Linked DNA regions of Sparus aurata: region 2 is linked to region 1. A link is a contact called in public Hi-C data. All regions are on one chromosome and are shown on one strand. Each heading gives the region's core, a stretch centred on a gene start, on an enhancer-like site or on the middle of the called end of the contact. The rest is flanking DNA. Distances are from core to core; before and after follow the strand shown.

Region 1 (6,984 bases), core at 3,009-5,508:
TCACAATTAAAAACACCACTCAGGTCGGTACTGGTTTTTAATTTACAAAAAGAAAGCAGCGAGAGGAAGACTAATGTGAACCGAGCGCAGCGATCACATCGGCAAGACAGACCACATTACTGTCTCGCCTCCCAGCATTATTGCAATGGAGCTTCAAGTCTGCATGGCCACACAGGCAGACACTATGACATTTCACGCATAAATAAACTCATATAGGTGCTTCTCATGTTCGTGTGCATTTAAAACTAAATCAAAGAGCTGAAATGTAAATGCGCTAATTAAATAATATCCCACCATTGCTAATAAAAATGTCACAACTCCTGTGGAGGAAGTAAGCGCGGAGGAAAATGGAAATAGCCTTGACACTTGGATTAAAACACTATTGATGCCATTAAAATGCTAAGTGGGTCCAACCAATTGGCATAACCACATTTCACTAGTGGAATGTCAAAGGAGCACACGAGTAGTAGCAATTACTATTAGAATATAGTCAATTATGGCTGCTGCATATTCAATATGTGGTAAAGCAAAACAAAGGTTATGTTAATATGAGTTTATTAAGCATCCACGCACTATAAAAATGTTTGTGAGTTGGAGCTGTTTGATGCATTCTTTTGAGAAAAGCTGCTTTTTTTTCAGATGAACAAATTTTCATTTGCTGAATGCATCGCAGCAAATCTTAAATGTGGATTATCTTTTTCATTATATAGTTTTTTTTAACTAAGGAAAACATGCACATGTGAGGCAGTTAATATGACAACGTTTTAAACCTCAACACCAACAACATTGTGGACCTCCTGTGCCCTCTAGTGGGGAAAACTATTTTCCCCTTTCACTATATATGTATTGCTCACCAATTTTAATCTAAAGAAGAACATTTTTGTTTTTATTTTCGTTTTTGTTCGGTGAATGTTGTGAAAGTAATTTAAAAGTTGGCTTTCACCTAACTTCTTCTCAAAGCTCTTTAAGATAATGATGGAGTTATAGGGACTGGCAGAGAAGCTGTTTCAGTCAACACTACTTGACAAAACTCTTTATTTATAAAATTATAATAATAATAAACCCTAATTACAAATGCCTCACTTAGATTTGATGCATGTTTTGGTCATTTTGCTGCTGAAAAATTATAAAAATTCTCTTCTATACAAATTGAGAGATACACGTGAGAAGGAAAGCCTGTAGTTATTCCACAACAGAATTTTTTCAAGTTTAAATGCAGCTTCTTATTCAAGCAGCTATCTCTACACAAGAGCTCCATATGCAACCACAACGCTCTTCCAATCTTAAGCAAAGTGATTTTTGTACTTGGACAATGTTAAACGGTTGTTTTTTTGTTCAATGCATCTGTTTTATGCATTGGCTTTTTTTTTTTTAATTGCCTTTTATGTATCCTGGGTCTAAACAATGACTGAACGTTCATCTTCTTTCATGTTACATGATTGTGCTGTGATTGTGAATTAGTTGTGTCATTTCTACACTGTAAAAGAAACAGTCAAAAACATCCAAGTTCAGTTCAGTTGAGAAGTTTTCCAGAAAAAAGGAATGTACTGTAGATTTGTGTTTGTAAACTGTTAATATCATTTTACTGTTTATGGCGCAACAATTTGAAATCATACGAAAGATTTGTATAAATTCGGTATGATGCATCTATGAATATGATTATAAAGAGGCAGATAGATGGAAGAACATCAAGGTCAGGAAGGCATTTAAGTTCACAAGCATCTTTGTTCAGCGATGGTCCCCAGGCTGCTGTAAATCTATGTACTACAGTGCTGCTGTGCAGCATCTCGTAATACACACACACAGCAATTACACTGCTGTGACTTTCCTTGGGACAAAGGATTTGAATATAAAGACAATTAAAGATTTTATGTTTATTTGATTTCCCTCCCTGTCATTATCTATCTCGAACAAAGCAGCAAGTCTGAACAAATGGCCACTACTTGTGCTAATTTAAACTAAAAGAAAGAGGAAATACATTTGTTTCCAGACCATTATATAGTGAGCCATGCATTTGCTGGCTACAAATGGACACCATTCATTACAGTTAACAATGACATCCAATTCAGCCCAGCTAATGAACTTCAATACAATCATGTTCGGTATTAAGGAGTGATTTGTTGAGTCTAAGTGTATCATTTTGGAGGCTAATGTTGATGAATGCCTGGCTGTGGAGAGATGGAGAGACACTCTTGTCACCCTTCTACTACAGCGTGATACCACAACACCATCTAGTGGCACCATCATGGAAACACACTTAACAGCATATTGATGATTTCTAACATGATGTTATTAAATTGGTAGAACAGTTTAGGATTTTATGAAACTCACCAATGCCAGAGTTGCCTCCAGTTATGACGATAACCTTGTCAGAGAAGTCACGACCCTGCAGGATCTCGAGAGCAGCAGTGTTTCCGTCATAACGTTTTGGCTTGATGATCACATCCTCAACTGTAAATGCCTGTCGCGGGTCAAAGTATGTTGTCCGCTTGTTAATGTGGCTGAAAGTGACAGAGGAAAATAGGATGTTATAGAGGAGATCATATCCCAAATATGTATCGTCTAGCTTTGCCTGTGAGGCTAAAAAGAGGCTCATTTGTTTCATCTGGTTCAATCATCGATCTACTTACTCAACATAAACGATCTGCCCTTTCTCATCAGTTTCTTGTTCCCAACCATACGGTAAATCTGTGGGAAAAACAGACAGAATTCTTCTTCAACAGCCTGAATGCAAAGGCACAAAATGAATAGCATAGCTGTAAGCTGCAACAATACTAATTCAGTACTTTCACAAAGAAAGTAACTCACAAAACAAGAAACAAGGCATTAACAAGGGAAATGTCAAACTGAATTATTGCACAGTGAAGGTTAAAACAGCATTAGAGACTGCAGTAAACCACTTTAAGTGAGCCTCACGCACATAGAAATACATGTAAGACACTGGAAAAACACTTTAATATAGCAAACCTCCAGCACAACGTTTCTTCTTTCCTGTCTTGGGATGTTCCCACTGTGTCTTCATCTCATCGTGGCTGTTGGTGCACAGACACAAAAGAAGATTGAAAAAATGACCCTGGCTTTGCTCCTTACTTTACCTCATTCATTCATTCATCTACGTATTTATAATGTACTGAGAACAGCACATATTGATCAGAGTAGATTTGATGTTCGCCGTGATGCTGCACATGAAAAGACACAACAACAGAATGTATAGCATAAATGAAAGGCAACCCCATGAATGGTGTTATAGAAAAGGCACACACAATCATAACAACAGCTGGTGAGGGAAATAAAAGGAGACATGACACATATTAACAAAAGAATACATATAGAGAGGGCTTCACAAAACAACCAACTTTAAACATTTACATTTAGGGCATTTAGCAGAAGCTTCTGTCCAAAGCGACTCACAACAAGTAGTATTTATCACAAGAAAGAAACCACAGTACATCACCGTTGACATCACATGCAAACCAGCTTCAAACATATAAACGACAGACACTGACCCCCTCACAAAATATCAATAGTGGCAGTAGTGTTATTTACTCAGAGTAGCTATACTACACACTAGACTTCATCATATCAATGACAGACACTGACGCACAGAATAAAATGAAATGTTGAGCAAGTATCTCGGCACTGTTGTGTCTCCCCACAGGTTGTGTCTTCTTCCTGTGGCCCCCCACAAGCCACCTACTGCTCTGTCCCATCACCCACCACTGTCCCATCGTCACAGCCTCTGAGCTACAGTACTGATAACAACTCTTACTTCAATTTGAGTCTCGCTGCCAGTCATAAAAAAACGTTTCACATTAAACAGTCCATCTTTTTTAGCACCAAAACCAACCGTGACGTGAGCTCTGTGCATTTTCTAACTCACGCTAGCTTAAATAAACCGGTGCAGCTAGCAAGCCGTGTTAGCCGACATTATCCGTTGGTTGTGAGGGGGGCTTCGGCTAAACTCCTGAATGCTGACAGTTAGCGTTACTACATCTGTCCCACTTACTTTGCATAGTAGACCCAACCATCTTTCGTGGATCTCTCTTCCCACCCGGGAGGTAACTCATCCTCGCTGTCTGTATCGTCCATACCTGCGTATTTCAGAGCCGCCATAACTCACTTTTTAAATCACGTAAACGACGGCGCAACAACCACTTAACCGTTGCTGGATATCTGCTCTGAAGGATGAATGCAAGCTGTCAAAAATCACACACACAGCGTTTCCCGGCACTTCCGCAACAACACTGTGACGTAAGCCGAATAGACGTCTGGGAAATTGAGGCTGGAGGAGGCGTGTGCGTCGGGTTGGCACAGCAAGGTCAACCTTAACCAAAGAGGTCAATGTTTAATAAAGCCCGTCTTCAAAAAGTTATTATGTGCCTTATAAACTACTTTTATGACTGTAATGATTAAAACCGTAATAGGCCGGTTAGTGTAATCATTGACGAGCTTAAAGTTAAATATAAGCACCATAAACTGAAAGGACCAAGAGCTATTACGCACAAAGACACATGGTGCATATTTGCTGTATTTATGTGTTCATAATAAAGTATTTTATGTTAACGTATAGCATAGTTAAATTGGAAGACACAAGTCATGAGCCTGTGTGACCCGACACTGTCCTGCACAGCTGCTCCTCATTAGCAAACCAGCTCTTCTGTATGCAAAGGCAGCAGTGTTCCCTTGTTCCTGCTCCTTTACCTGCCTGTAAACCTGTTAGGCTACCTGTAGCAGGTGTCCCGCCTGTCTGCCGATGGCTGCACAACTATTATGGAACAGGGCATCAGGAAAATGTAATAAAAGAGTCATTAAATCGATATGATAATAGCAGATCCATCCTGGAAACTTGACTAACCAGCATACCACAGTAGAAAGAAGGAGAACATGAGTCACTTCCCCATCAGCCGCTCGTCTTTTCTATGTACTGAAACTGTTCTAACCTGCATTCAAACATCATTCAAATAGGTCTCTTTTACAGAGGACATTTTGACATGACATGAGGAAAAAATGATGGGTGAATTTCACTGAGCTGCCTCAGTTCCAGGGTTTCCTGGCATTGTGCACGCTCGCTCACTTTCATGGGACACTTGAGAGGAAACCATTACTAATGTTATCAGAAACACCTGTGTTTGTCGGAAAAGGGTGTGTTAATTCATTCTTTCATATGTTCATATTATACTTAACTTTTTTGTATGCATAGATTGTATGTGAGTCAATCATTTGTGTCTTTATGTTTGCTTTCTTAAAATGACTTAAAGGAAGAATTGTATATTTATTTACTGAATTTGTCTCTTTATTATTAGTCATTCTGTCAAACTGCTGATGTTCATTTACTAACCAAGGAAATTAGTCATGACAGCAGGTGTATGGTATAAAATTGTCGTGCTTTCTTTGAAGTTTAACGTGGTTGTAAAGCAGAAAGTTGCAGCAGGGAGAGCCACATAAGCATATACAAAGGAGCTTTATCCAGTTTCTGCTTTATAGCTTGCCACTTGCCCCCTCACAAACTATCAATAGTAGCAGCATTGTTATGTACTCACACAGTGGCTGCTCTGCACACTAGGCTACTTTTCTTGAATTCCACTCTTGTGCCACTCCTGTTTGCTATTGATGTGGTTCAACTGCTGCTTTAAGTGAGCAGGTTGTGTTATTACTGTGAAGGACACGAAGAGTGGTTTTACTTTGGATATTTCATGGCTTCTGGGAAAAACTTGCTGTCATGCGTAATGACTTTGAAGAATCTGCTGACGCTTGTTCAGCCGTGCAACTGGTCTAATATGATCGACTGCCAAGATGCTAACTTTAATTTTACTCATTGCACAACAGACTCTTCCTTCAGTTCCAGTTTGGCACATAGCATCCCTCGTTTATTCTCTACTTCCCCAAAAATGTGAAGCAGTCAAGTTGCAGATGTACTAAAGCATTACAATCTGCTGTGATCTAGTCGACCCTGTCACGGTGGCACAGTTTCAAAGAATTCAGGATGTTTCAGGCAGTGCAAATTGTGCAGGGCTGAACTGTGGTTACCTGGCAAACAACTTCCCCCAAGCAGGCGAAACAGCACTGAACCTTGACGTAGAATGAACGCTGTCACACTTCAGGCCACGGGCTTCTGGAGCTGAGGTAGACAACCACTGTAGTGACAATCTGGGACACGCAAGAGAGGAGAGCACGATGGCTCAGGCTGTTATTCTGTTGCTTCTCCACATGACAGCCGCTCACCCAGTCATTGAGCATGAGTTGTGACAATCAGCTGTTGTGGTGTTTTCATCAGGAAGCTTATTAACACCACCGCTGCATCAAAGAAACATGGAAGCTGTGACGAAATCATCTTGACTCATGATCCACTCTTGAGCTTCTTCCTGTTCCTTTAACTACACCACAGTCTTCAGTAACGGATAGAGTTTGCTCAGTTGCGATTGTCATAAGGTCATTAATGAACTCTCTCTCTCTCAATGAGAGATCTGTCTAAATGCTAACAAAATAATGCACGTTACTTAAAGCAAGCAGGTGTTGTGATCAAATGTTACATCGGACAAATTGTTACAGACCTGGGTTTAGTATTTATAATTGTGGGGGGCGCCAAATCGCACAAAATGCCCATTTCTACATAATGTTGTTATATAACGTTATACTTTTACTCTACGAGATTTGAGTGGGGGATGTTTTATTTTTCATGCCAATACATTGATCTAACACTGGGGTTGACATGGTAGGATATTTTCCAGGAGCGATATCCTTCTCTGAAGTTTTCATGTATGGTATTACAAAAGTATTTTTATTATTATTATCATTTACAACGACCCTTAACAGGATGAACAGAAGGGTTTCTTGGTTAAACAAACACTAATACATTTTTAAAAATATTTCAGACAAGAAACTTGATTTTAACTTGAAATATATTTTTCTTATTAATATTTCCATACAAAACATGTGAGCTCAGATAAAATATGGTGCATTGCTATAGACTGAACCACCCAACTG
Region 2 (6,984 bases), core at 1,824-4,323, 180 kb before region 1:
TTGTAACTATTAAAATTCTGAGTTTGAATTTCTTCATAGTGCACCTTTAAACACATTTCCCTGCCTCACAAGTAGCTGCTGCTTCTTTAAGCAAAACATTTAAATACAAAACATTTTTCTTTTAAAAAAAACTGCAGGGGGAAACCCCAGAGGCAAAACAAAGAGTTAGCACGCCGAAAAATAAAAGTGAGGTCTATAGCAACGCGGCACATAAGTCAAACCGCGACGAGGGTGTTTTTTTAATAGATGTAACAATTAGTAAAGTCACCGTACCAGTAAATCACAGGGAAGTCCAGGAGCACAGGTTATCCTTTACCCAGGATGCATCAGTGTTCTCCTGGGGTGAACTGTAAAAGGTCAGTCGGTGTCTCATTAACACAAACTGTAGCTGTAGTAGAGTATTAACACACAGCTGGATTGTACACCTAAGACCAAAGTACTCGAGTCACCAGATCACAAAGAAACGACTGTTTTCATTCACAAATCATTTGACTGAACGACTCCGAGTCACAAACTGCTTCAGATTTTACTTTTTACAGATTGCTTCAGGTGTTTCACTCTCACTGTAAGTGAACGTTGACTCCGTTTTACTAAAAGGAAGTTCCTCGGCCCACTTGGAATGTCATTTTTATACACATTTAATTTATTTCGAGGAGCCCTCTGATTAAAGCTGATCTGGTTGGAGTGTGTTACTTATATTTAATATATTTAAATAAAGCAGAATCATATAACACCGGTGCACAAACGCTCTTAACTTCCTGCACTAACGCTGTATAAGTGGTCCTCCTCCCGCTGCCGTATATAAGCTTATTTTATGATATATGCCTGAGTGCAACCCCTGTATAGTGTAAGGAAAAAAAAAATCCCATCCCCGATGAAATAAAGAAAGTAGTAAACTTCATGGCAGTGAGCCTCCTACATGAAAGTCCGAAGGGAGACAGAATGAGGTGCATACTGGACTATTAGCCCTCAGTAACACAGCTGATGCATTGGCTCTGGACTCTGCTTGTTAACCCTTGAGACTCCCGGTCCGATAAATCCTGGTTTTAAGAGATCTGGCGAACCTGGAGCTCACACAGCAGCGAGTGTCCACCGCTGCATCAAATATGGGCACTTAAACTGCCCTCTGTGTGGGACTGATATTTATGATATTTTTGGGTGTGCAGGGTTTAAAACACGACCTTTTTTTGCATTAAAACAATCTATTTTTTCTTTACTTTTCTTCACCTCACTTTGTTAGGACATGATTTTTCTGTCGCTGAACATAAAGTCACACAAAACGAGTGCATAAAACGCCACCTTTAATATGAAAAACACACTCAGAAGTTGTTTTCCTGCGCTCTGAATTTACACTACAGCAGCGACGACATGTAGCAGCATCAGATGGGACACCTCGTCTGATTAATATTTATTCAGAAGCATCAGAGGGGGCCTCTGTTGTGTCTTCTAATGAATAAAACACGATGTTTATCCTTCCTGTTTAACGTTAAGTCCCCACGAACAGTCACAGGGACCAGGAGAATATTTACTTGCGTCGGGGACACCGGGGAGTTGGATTATCTGCTGGCGGCTTTGTAGTTTTCTGAAGCTTCCCCGTGTGACATGTTCCAGGGAGAGTGCTCTTATTTACTCTCCGGTCCCTCTGTGCATAGCCCTCCTTATTGTTTGCTCTCATGTGCCACCACTCCTGAGGAATGTGCTCGGGGACGAGAGAGGGAGGGAGAGAGACACCGGGAGAGACAGAGACAGAGAGAGAGGGAGAGAGAGGGAGAGAGAGAGACAGAGAGACAGAGAGAGAGGGGGAGAGAGAGAGAGACAGACAGACAGAGAGAGAGGGAGAGAGAGAGAGAGAGGAGGAGGAACACTGATGCTGTGATCGTTCCATTAGAGTCCACCAGCACACAGATGGAGGAGTTGTCTCTGTGGTTTCTGATTAGAAAAAAAAGATTTGATGTTGTTTGTCCTGCAAGAAATTGACTTTAATGTGAATGAGGGGAAAATGAATGTATAGTTTTTCTTCTTACAATTAAAAAACATGTATATTTCCTTTAATTGGTGCCTTTTAAAAAAATTTTAAGCAATATTTTGGTTGTTTAGGAAACCAGAAATGTGCATTTGGTCCTGTGAAATATTCTCCCTGTCCAGCAGGAAGAAAAAAAACAGAGACCACACATGAAAATAAAGATTCAAAGAAATTAAAGATTGTTCCATTTAAAGCAGAGAAAAAACAAAAACACATTTGCACCCAGCAGCAGCAGCAGCAGCAGTGCCGGACACTCACAGGACCTCTGGAGGAACATGAAGTATTATTTTCTACCGAAAGGTGGCGACGTTGGGTTTCCAAACACTGTCAGTCACGCAGACCTCATGCCAGGCTGCTCTCACACACTTCCACCGTCCTCACACGACGCTGCGCTTCATCCTGCACACGTGTATTTCTGATATTTCTGATATTTCATCTGCGGTACGGGATTATTTATTGACTATTTATCCGTCGCTCGGTGGGAAATCATTAAAAATGTAATTCGATGCATCTCATCGCCAAGACAGAGACGGTTTGGGGCTCATTAATTAGGAAAAAAATATCTGCCTGCATAATTAATGAAATACACCTGTGAAAGATATTTATCTGTCGACACGACGAATGTCAGAAGGGCGGAAGAAAAAGTCTGACGGCGCTGAAACAAACAATGAGTCTAAAAATGTATTTAAATGATTATTAAAAACCCGAATTATGTGTTAAATTGTGACGACTCGCCAATCCAAAAGAGAGAGACATGCATATTTACCATCAGATATCTTCTGTTAATCCTCCGAATCTGTTTTCTGTCTTTTATTTGCTTTTCCTTCCCTTCCGCGCAGAAAAAAATAACAAATAAAAAGTGACAAAAGACGGAATATTAAGTCTGGTGTCAATCTGCTGATGGGCTCGGACACTTCACAAAACTTTGGGTTTCTATACTATTATGCTAATTAGCTCCCCCGGCTGAGCTCCTCATTGGCTGAGTCTCGGTCAATTTCATATTTCAGTGTGACGTCAGACCGCCTATAAAACTAAGCAATGCTTTTTAACTCGTCGGCTGACTGATCCCCTGGAAAAAAAGGGAAAAAAATCTATCAATCCTTGGGTGGAGTTTTTTCCCCCCCCTTTTTTTTCATTCTCCACAAAGCAACTATTTGCCCGGGACACGTACGTGAACCTCCTCAATTTGGCGCACTAATCCTAAAAGGAGCCATGAAGTGTTAAATGGTAGAAACAGAGAGAGCGGCGCTCAGACACCCGCACGCTGGGAGAGAGGGAGGAAACAGCGCTACTCTGTGCAACACAGACTGAAGGAGAGAGAGAGAGAAAAAAAAAGAAAAAACTTATCGACTCACGAAACCAAACCTGCGCTGCGCAATTAGTGCGAGAAAATCCACTTTTTTCTTCGGTTTTGAAGAAAATAAATAAAGAAATCAAGCTGGCTCAGTGCGTGTCTCAGCAGCCCACTTTGACAGGTGCTCCTCACCCCCTTTGGAGGACTGTCAACAGCAAGAGGATGGCATCAGAGCTGGCAATGAGCAACTCCGACCTGCCCACCAGTCCCCTGGCCATGGAATATGTTAATGACTTCGATCTGATGAAGTTTGAAGTGAAAAAGGAGCCGGTGGAGCCCGATCGCAGCATCAGCCAGTGCAGCCGCCTGGTCGCCGGGGGATCCCTATCTTCCACCCCGATGAGCACGCCTTGCAGCTCGGTTCCCCCCTCTCCAAGCTTCTCGGCGCCCAGTCCGGGATCAGGGAGCGAGCAGAAGGCTCACTTGGAGGATTTCTACTGGATGACCGGATACCAACAGCAGCTGAACCCCGAGGCTCTGGGCTTTAGCCCGGAGGACGCCGTAGAGGCGCTGATCAGCAGCAGTCACCAGCTCCAGACCTTCGATGGCTATTCCAGAGGGCAGCAGTACGGCGGCTCAGCCGGGGCAGCGGGCGCCATGGCCGGAGAGGAGATGGGATCAGCGGCCGCCGTGGTGTCCGCGGTCATCGCTGCAGCCGCCGCTCAGAACGGGACTCCACACCACCACCACCACCATCACCACCACCACCACAACGGGGCACACCACCCCTCCTCCGGGTCTCAGTCCGGCGGCGGCGCGGGGGGAAACCACCAGCACTTGCGCTTGGAAGATCGGTTCTCGGACGAGCAGCTGGTGACCATGTCGGTGCGGGAATTGAACCGGCAGCTGCGGGGGGTCAGCAAGGAAGAGGTGATCCGTCTGAAACAGAAGAGGAGGACGCTAAAGAACAGAGGCTATGCCCAGTCCTGCCGGTACAAGCGGGTCCAGCAGCGGCACGTCCTGGAGGGAGAGAAGACGCAACTCATACAGCAGGTGGACCACCTCAAGCAGGAGATCTCCCGGCTGGCCAGGGAGAGGGACGCCTACAAGGAGAAATACGAGAAGCTCATCAGCACCGGCTTCAGAGAAAACGGAGGATCCGCCAGCGACAACAACCCCTCATCCCCGGAGTTTTTCATGTGAGTCTCGGCGCTGAAAAAAAAGTTTTAATACCCGACCATCACAGAGAAACCGAGAGAAAAAAAAAAAAAAAACTCTTTTAATTTGCGCGCAGCTAAAATAGTTTGTGCGTGTTTGTGTTGTGCTGTCGGTAGCTGAGGACAAAAAGAGTTTTATTCTGGTTTTTGTTTTTTTTTTGTATTTTCAGAAGTGATTTCTGTTTCAGGGTGACGATCTGCTCTTCATTTATGTTTTTTTTTTCTTTTTACCACTTACTTAAAATAGGCCGCTCTCCTCAGATCATTTAGAGGATTTATGTTCGTCTTCAGACATAAAAATCAGCTCCAGTTCCGCCCTGATCTGATCACCTCACCCTGCGCCTCGTCCATCCTTCCTCCCCCTCCTTCAGCCCCCCAGAATGTGTGTGGTGAAATGAAACAAACCCCCCTCAGGCTCCTGCAGCTTTTTTATTATTATTATTATTATTTTCATATGAATTTATTTTGGGTTTTTTTGTTGTTCATTTTTTTTATACAAGTGAGCCTCATTTCCATGTCACCCATCCCATGTGTGTTGTGGAAGAAATCAAACTGAGTTACAAGAGACGGTTTTTTTTTTTGGAGGTGGGAGAGAAAAGAACTGATGTCAGACTGTAACAGTCGTGTGAAGCCATGCATGCTGGTCATGTGCGGGATTGTGTTTGGACTTTTATTTCCTTTCCTTTTTTTTTTCTCTTTTGCTTGTGTTTGTGAACTTGTGTATGATGATTGTATTGCACCATGACTGCATCTGTTCAGCCCTCGTCACCTTTTGGGATTTATTTGTAAGAAAAAAGAAAAGAAAGAAAAAGAAAGTGTGAACAAGTGCATCCATCCGTCACTTTCCTCTCATAAAACCTCGACCCTCCATCATTTTATTTACAAGCTTCTTCTGAAGCCTTGTGAGGAGGAAAAAAAAGGACATTGTGGGATGAAAAAACAGAAAACGTTGTGCTCAGTATTGATTTGTATTGACAGACAGCAACGCCATCGAGGTGAGCATCATCGGTATATTTAGCAGAGACAATATTTCCTGACTAAATAGATTATCGCGATCAACAAGTGGGGCTGAAGATATATAACAAATCGCTTTCGAGCAGAGCAGAAGCAGATTATGATGCATGTCCTGAAATAAATGAGAAACAGGCCACTTGTTCACGCTACAGTGTTGCAACAAATGAGCTTCCTCTTCCTGCTACTTCGTTGTTAATGTGTTTTTCCTTTCTTCTAAGGAACTTAATTAAGTTTACCCAGAACCCTATGGGTGTTATTCGGTAAATAAACTGTGAAGTGTTAATGTTAATGTTCTCCCGGTGTTGTGGAATAATTCTTAAAATAAAATAAAATAAAATAAAAAGCAGCAGCCATATACATCTTTTGTGATGCCCATTGGATTTCTACACAGTAAAAAACTAATAAATGTATTGTCTGGACAGTGCAAGAGAACTGGCAGACATCGTGTTGACTCTTAAACAAAATGGAATTTAATAAATATACCATTCATCAATAAACCTTCGTGAATGGAAACAAATATATTCTCCTTGAAAATGTTTTATTATTTTTCTTCTTTTTTGTTTCAGTTGTGCATGTTGTTTGTCACACCACACACTGTCAGTCCTGAAATCTGAAATCTGAACAGAAAAGAGGGAAAGACTTCAGTCACACAAATGTTCCTGAGACAGGATGAACATCTGCTCAAAAACATCTGGTTCTGATTAAAGCGCGCTGCAGATGTTGCGCACAAGGCGCATAATTGTAACAGCTCCAGGATCAGATCCAGCTCTCAGGTGTGTTTTTAGTGTGATTTTACAATTAATGATTCATTTTGCGTTTTAAACTCTTTTTTTTCTCCGTCTCTGTAAAATACACGGCGAAATATTCCACAGTGTTTCCTTTTATTCACTGCTTTTGCTTCTCGAGAAATACAAGTGACGCTCTTCACCTGTTGCGTAATTTTAAAGACGGAAAACATCTTTAATTTCGCTTTTAAAACGTGCAGAAAATCAAACCACGGTGCGCGGCATGGGTGACATCAATTCATTTGTTTGCCTCGGGGCCTAATAATGTTGCTGCAGGTGTCCTAGAAAAAGCCGAGTTAATGATTGATTCGAGGGTAAACTTGCACTTTTCACTCGGTTGTCTGTCCACTTGTTGAGTATCGTGTGTGGAAAGTTTCATTTCAAACCGGAGCGCAGATAAAGGTCGAGATGACCAAAACTGATAACACACCTTTGTGTCGAGAGAGATGAGACAAAATTTGTCTAATTTTGGGGAGGAGAAAAAAATATGAATTTTAGACTCCGTGCTGATGGTCCCGTGTGGAAATAAACTCCAAACACTTCAAATAAATTCTGTGGCTTTACGATTAAAACTGACTCATCTCTGATCGGAACGCATCATTTTTCCAGCGTGACTAAAATTTCCAAGTTAATTTGGCAATCGACCAGTTT

The links. A called contact is a pair of places that touch in the nucleus more often than the background predicts.
Region 2: a Hi-C map of an unstated tissue shows a contact between it and region 1, with 6 times the contacts expected there. The contact joins the promoter of LOC115586770 here to the promoter of wwox in region 1. A contact is called at or near these places in 2 of 2 Hi-C or Micro-C datasets (skeletal muscle and an unstated tissue).

What each region holds. Positions count from the first base shown.
Region 1 is chr8:8,155,556-8,162,539 of fSpaAur1.1, reverse strand. It overlaps wwox (WW domain containing oxidoreductase), which reads right to left and starts at 4,258. Exons shown (of 9, transcript XM_030426104.1): 1 at 4,007-4,258; 2 at 2,968-3,032; 3 at 2,631-2,688; 4 at 2,332-2,501. The coding sequence starts at 4,113.
Region 2 is chr8:8,339,056-8,346,039 of fSpaAur1.1, reverse strand. It overlaps LOC115586770 (transcription factor Maf-like), which reads left to right and starts at 3,073. Exons shown (of 3, transcript XM_030426107.1): 1 at 3,073-4,516. The coding sequence starts at 3,540.